Regions from separate parts of the Mus musculus genome. Here region 2 is linked to region 1. A link is a contact called in public promoter capture Hi-C data. All regions are on one chromosome and are shown on one strand. The core of a region is the stretch at or near the end of the contact, and the rest is flanking DNA. Distances in the headings are between cores, read along the strand shown.

Region 1 (3,316 bases), core at 603-3,102:
AGCCTGGAGCCCATTTGAGCCCTGAGGATACATGTTACCATGTCCCTTGGTTCACAACCACTTTTCCATGAGAAAAGCCACGCACATGGTTATTCTGAGTCTTCTGTTGTCTGTAGCAGAGTGCTGCTCAACTGCTAAGCATCCTTCCTGCCATGGCTTTTCTTTGTCCATCTCCCACTTTGTGTGTGTGTGTGTGTGTGTGTGTGTGTGTGTGAGAGAGAGAGAGAGAGAGAGAGAGAGAGAGAGAGAATGTATGTGTATAAGTGTGAGTGTGTTTGAGTGTGTGTGTGTGTGTGTGTGTGTGAGACTGTGTTTTGGAGGTCAGAGGACGATATAGGAGGTCTTCCTCTATCACTCTCCACATTGATTTTTTTTTTGAGACAGAGTCTGTCACTGAACCTAGAGCTCACCAACTCAGGTAGAAATAGGCTGGCCGGCAAGCGCTAAAGACCCCCTAACTTTGCCTCTGTAGTGCTGGATGGCAGGCGTGTGCTACAGGAGTATAAAGTTCAGAATGGGAAGGATACATTGCAGAGCCAGCTACGAGACATCTGCTGCATGCACGTGGCCTTACCTTGGCTACTATGTATCCCAATATTGCCTTCAGGGCCAGTGTGCCTCCTGCAGGAGGAACCTGCCCAGCTCTGCTGCCTCCTTCTGTTCTATCAGTATCTCTCTCTCTCTCTCTCTCTCTCTCTCTCTCTGACACATACATGCATGTTCATGTGTGCTCACACACACAAGTACAGAATGTATGTTTGTGTATGTGTGTGTAGGCTTTCCAGTAAGACCTTCCTTGCTGAAGTAGACAAGGCTGGCTGCTCTGTGAACCCCAGGGAGATACATGTTTTTATTCTCCCACTGTCCTTTGCAAATCCCACCCCCTTTAATGTGTGTTTTAGAAACCATCTTAGGGTTTCCATTACTGTGAAGAGATACCAGGGTAATGGCCACTCTTATAAAAGAAAACATTTAATTGGGGCTGGCTTACAGTTTGGAGGTTCAGTCCATTTTCATCATGGCGGGAAACATGATGGCATGCAGGCAGACATGGTTCTGGAGAAGGAGCTGAGAGTTCAACATCTGGACAGGCAGGCAGTAGGAAGAGGCAGTGACCCACTAAGTCTGGCTTGAGCTTCTGAAACCTCAAAGCCCACCCCAGTGACACATCTCTAATAAGACCACACTCCAACAAGGCCATTCTTCCTAATAGTGCCACTCCCTATGAGCCTATGAGAGACGTTTTCACTCAAACCACCACAATACACAAACTCAGCTCTTACGATTTGCAAGGCAAACACTTTACTGAGTCGACTCCCAACCCTGCCATCTCCTTTTAAGGACTCACCTGTATGATTCTGGGCCATCTTCCTATACCTCAAGATCCTGAATGGCCACGTCTCCCACACAAGGTGCTGCAGTCACAGGTACGGGGTTCAGAGTGGACTTTTCTGAGGAGCGATTGTACTGCCTGCCTCAGCTATCAGCTCTGGGAACTCTCACAAGCATCGCCACCACACATGCTTCCATCTTACAGAGGTAGGAACCACAGTGGGTGAAACGGAGAGACTTGGACATCCCCACAAGGCACCCCTGTAACTGAGTCGTGGAAGCTAAGCTGTATGTCTGGAGTGTCCTCTGGGTCAGACAACGCAGGAAGCCTTGTGTTCCAATTGCACCCTTGCTGTGTCACAGATGAGGAGGCCAGGATGCTGAGGACAGCCCAGGTGGGAACAAAGGCTCCTGTTATTCTCCAAGGTCCAGCTGGTTGTAGTCTCAATGATTTGACCTTTCTCTGACCCCGCTCCCCTTCCTGTGGGAAGCCGTTGCAGAGTGGCAGTTGCAGAGTGGCAGTTGGCTACTGCTGGCCACCACACATACATAGGCAGTAAAGGTTCTTTTGCCAAGATGAGGTTTTGAGAATTGACCAAAGTTAACCAATCAGATGAGAGACAAGTTAACCAATCAGATGAGAGACAAGTTAACCAATCAGATGAGAGACAAGTTAACCAATCAGATGAGAGAGAACGCCTCTCCTAGGCCTATATAAGCAGCACCAGTTCTGGGCTTGGGGTCTCTTCGCCTCTGCAATCAAGCTCTCCCAATAAACGTGTGCGGAAGGATCCTGTTGCAGCGTCTTTCTTCCTGGCCAGTCGGGTGCGCGCAAGACCTTCCCTTTCCTGTCCTTTCCTCTCCCCTCTTTATTGTTGTGTATGATGGAGATGATCGACCTCAAGTCCTCTTGCACGCATGCTAAACGTAAGCTCTACCACTGAGCTGCATGCGTCCCAGTCTTGTCCACATAGCTAACCAGCCCATCGGAGAGGGCTGGGGAGATGGTTCAGTAAGAAAAGTCCTGACTGTGCAAGCATGAGGAGCTGGGTTTGATCGCCAGAGCCCATGTAAAGAAGCCTGGCACGATGGTACGTGCTGGGGGGATAGAGACAAGCAGATCCCTAGACAGAGCAGCCTAATAGGTGAATCCCAGCTGCCAGTAAAAGGCTCTCTCTGTCTAAAACTCAAGGTGGACAGCGCCTGAGGAGTGACAATATTCAAGGTTGCTCTCTGGCCTTTATTTACATCCATGTATATAGCATGTGCACGCATACCCACATATCTGTACATAGATGTTATCTTCAAAGTTCTAACCTGTTCCGGCTGAGCTTAGCTCCCGGGGTCAGTTGAGAATGAGCACCTTGTAGCCTCCCTCAGCCCTGAAGCAGGCTGATCCAGACTTTGACCTTGCTACCTTCTGACCTTGATGGCTCTATTTGCTCTTCTCCAAGACTCTGCTTCCTGCTGAAAGGTCCATGAGACGTTCCAGAGACACACTCTGTAGATCACCTACGGGCTGGCTCCAGGCACCAAGAATGGACTGGCAGGGAATGGACCTATCTTCTTTATAAGCACGGACTCTCAGTAAACTTCAGGGGCCTTGAACAGAAACGTGTCTTGGCCTCCATTATTTCTTTCGTCGGTCTCTTCCATTACAGCTCCTGCCTTCCACTCAGGAACCCAGTTAGTGTGGCATAGGTGGCTACAGCACCTGAGGGTGGTTGAACCACACATCATTCCTAGGCCTTCAATTTCTCTACACCTTGTCCTGAATACACAACACAGGCTCCCTCCTCCCGCTTCTCCATTTGTTTTTCTGTGTAGAGGGTCGAAGCTTCGCCTGACCCCAGGCACCTTTCTTTCTCTTTGGCTCCCTTCACTTTCTGATCAGTTTCCTCTACTGGATTCAGAAAGCCTTCTCCGCTCCTGGCACATTCCACATGTTAACGGACACGTGGGTTTTCTTGGCAAGAATCTAGTT
Region 2 (3,316 bases), core at 579-3,078, 1.2 Mb before region 1:
TGGTTCACGCGGCCACAGCTAGAACAGGACTGCTAAACTGTGCAGGCCTCGTGCCTTCTTCTATTTAAAGTTAAATCTTATGTCAGGACTCCACAGATGGACTTAGGGGTCACTAGGACTCTATTTATCTTCCCAATGTAGTTGTACTGAATAAATCACATTTCCCCCGCCCCCTGGTTCTTACTAGGTGTTTAATTGGCCTGTAGGGAATGGGTAGCATAACCTGGCCTTTTTGGGGGATGTCAGGCCCCAAACTCTGACTCTAGCTCCCGCAACAGGAAGAAATAGAAGAAGAATCCCAGAGGCACAGACCACATGCGGTACCGTAGTCATACTGGGCTACAAATGACACAGTTAGGTTCAGTGAAGTCATGGGCTTCTATACAATAGTCAACCGTTCAAGGAGAGGCACCAGCACCAACAACGACTTCTTCCAAGGCAGGAGAGACAGCTCAGTGGCTAAGAGCACTGGCTGTTCCGGTACAAGACTCAAGATTTGATTCCCAGCACCCACACAGTGGCTCATATCATGCTCTGTTAGCTCAGTTCCAGAGACTCTGTTGCTCTCTCCTGGCCTTCACAGGCTGCTGAATGCACATGGGGTACACATACCCAGGTGTGTGTGTTTGTGTATAAAATAAACAAATAGGTGTGTGTGTTTTTTTTTTTTTTAAAGAGTGTGTTCTTTCAAGCAAGGAGTTCTGTACTTGTCCATGAAGTCACAGGGTCATTCATTCTCCCACTGTTCTCAAAGCCAAGAAGGGACTTGTTGTATTCCCTAACCCCCTCCCCCATTTAATTTCAGCCTAATGTAATTGCTCGTTGCTATGGTTGGAGGTTGCTGCAATTTGTACTTGTATTAAATGCAAATTAACCCACTTATTGAGCCATCTCTTGCCTTTCAAGGGCCTGTGAGGGTGTCTGTCTTTCTGTAGCCTGGGGATTGACTCGAGCATGGCACGCTGGTCTGTGCTCACTGAACTTCTAACTTAGGCTTCCTTGAGTTGGCCTCCAGCTTTTGAGAAAGTACCGCGTGCAACTTTGGGGTCCTCCTGAGAAGGGCCGCTGACATTACTCTTGGCCAGAGTTGCCTTTCCAGGAGGGGAAGTCTTTGGGTTTCTCCCAAATGGTTCACGATGAGGTTTCGAGGCCTCTGAATGCAGCATCTGCTTGGGGGTGATCAGCTCCATGTGTTGGGATGCAGAAACCAAGGTGCTGCTGGCAGCCTCAGGACCCAGACGCAGAATAACATGGCCATGCCTAACCCTGGAGCCCTCCGGCATGCAGGGGAGGATTTGGCTGGCATGTCCATGCTAAGAATGAGCACCAGGAGATGGTTCTAACAATCGCAGGCAGTCTGCAGCCACCAACGCTGCCAGCACCTCCACCTCACCTGACGGCCTCCTTCCATTCTCTCTGAGTATCCAGCACTGGAGTGAATGAGGGCCACAGCTCTCAGCAATGAGGTCTCAGGAAAGAACAAAGCTGTTGTCTGTTTGCAGCCTAAGGTCAGCCCTAGATGACAGGCTCCTAGCATTCCTGCAGCTGTAGCCCACATACCCTTCCAGTATCTTGAAGCACACCAGGCTGCCTGCAACTCCAGCTTTTCCTGGAACTGATTCAGTTAATTGACGGCCCTAATCAGCGCTGTCTCAGGGGAACAAAAATCAAATTACAGTTGGGCCTAGGGCCTAACAAGCCCTGCTTTTGGGGGGGGGCACACAGCAGATGATCTCTTCCCTAGGGGGATTACTGAAGCGGTCAGCATGGGAGCCTCACCCTAGGACCAGTGTTTAGGGCCTTGAGATCTTGGCAACTGCAAACCCCAAAGCTGGCACACACACACACACACACACACACACACACACACACACACACACCCCGCTCCAGAACATATTTCATGGTAGAACATTCTGAAAAGACTTCACTAATCTTGCTTCCAATTATTCGTGATTTTACACACACATCCACAGGCACCACAAATTACTGTAATTTGTCCTCTGTTTTCTTATAATGTTTTAGCTTGCATTTGGAGACACATCTGTTTTGCTTAGTTAGCTGTGATGACTTAAACTTTATGACGAGGGAGTGCCTCGAAGCTTCCTAGTTGAAGTAATAGAACCTTCTAGAATGTAATCAAACATCTACTTATTCTACTTGGGCTGTTTTATGTTGATCTTTTATAGACTAGACATTTAGAGGCGTTAAGGAAAGTAGGCAGGCCTGGCACGAGGTCCCAAGGGACCGGTGGGTGTGCCCCAGCAATAAGGCCAGTCAGTCACTCTGGTACAGAATGAAACACAGTTTTGAGGAACTTAGCCTGGGTTCCTACCCCAGGCCGACACGGGGTGGGGGTGGGGAGCCAATGGACGGTGGGGGTGCCAGTGCCCAGCTCCAGCCAGCAAGCCTCCAGCCCCCACTAAGACCACTATACGTGCTCAGCTCCTTCAGGCGGAGACAAACCACATTGACAGAAAATAAATGTCAAAGCGAGAAAGAAAGAATACATCTGCCTTTTCTCACCAAAGCAGCTAATAGGAATTATGAAACAATCTAACGGTTTAATAATTAGATCCAGGGCACATGCGGTCTTCATTATGACAGCAAACACTTTTTAGTAACATGAGGGAGAACATGAAACTTAAAATAATTCTCGATAATTTAATTAAGGCCGTGCTTTCCCTTGGGAGCTGCCTTGCCAGAGAGGGGCAGATGAGAGGTGCAGATAACTCAGAAGCAGGTGCTGACACCTGCAAACACAGTGCCAGGGTGCCCATGGGAGCCAGGGGCACACACCCCTATCTGTTGTTCTTGTTTTGTTTGGAGGAGGAGAAATACACACTGGTACCCAAATGTGCTAATTTCACAAACCCAGCGGTGGCTGAGCAGGTCAGAACCCATAAACATTTTCCATTATCCCACCGCGCGCGCGAGGACTTGTATTCTTGCACTTCAGCTCTTTTGAGGTCATTGGACCATCCGTTAATTCTGAGGTTCCATGAAGCGAAATTAGTTTAATTTAGCTCAAATTTAAATTGGAAAACGTGCACCATGGTAAGGGCAGAAGAGGCTGCGAAAAGGCCAGCCCTTCTCCAGGAATGCATTTGTCCCTTCTTGCCTGTCCCCTACCTCAGAATAAGCCACCGCCATGCCCTTCCCTCCCTCTCTTTTCCCTTCTTTCTCCCTTCCTCACAGACCATTCTCCACCAGCAGGGGGTGCTCTTTTGAAAATGGATTCCTGATTGGCCTCCAGTTCAGCATTGTCTTTGACCCTGCAGGCCTCTGAGCCCTGGCACGGACCCTCCCACCCGAATCT

Evidence for each region. Promoter capture Hi-C pulls out the DNA fragments that hold promoters and counts their contacts.
Region 2: a contact with region 1 is called in a promoter capture Hi-C map of the HPC-7 cell line, with 3 times the contacts expected there. The contact joins the enhancer-like site here to the promoter of 1700010B08Rik in region 1. A contact is called at or near these places in 6 of 39 promoter capture datasets (the HPC-7 cell line, cranial neural crest, embryonic stem cells and 3 more) and 1 of 115 datasets of contacts at active chromatin or transcription factors (astrocytes).

The regions. Positions count from the first base shown.
Region 1 is chr2:173,717,951-173,721,266 of GRCm38.p6, reverse strand. 1700010B08Rik (RIKEN cDNA 1700010B08 gene) reads right to left here and starts at 1,852. Exons shown (of 3, transcript NM_029308.1): 1 at 1,349-1,852; 2 at 992-1,083. The coding sequence starts at 1,367.
Region 2 is chr2:174,870,388-174,873,703 of GRCm38.p6, reverse strand. No RefSeq gene overlaps it. Among named protein-coding and RNA genes, the nearest start is that of Gm30537, 8.3 kb to the left of the region's middle. Within about 2 kb of position 1,828, at least 44 of the 459 cell types and tissues checked have an H3K27ac peak or open chromatin away from gene starts, as enhancers often do. A contact at or near this core is called in the HPC-7 cell line, where this site is marked.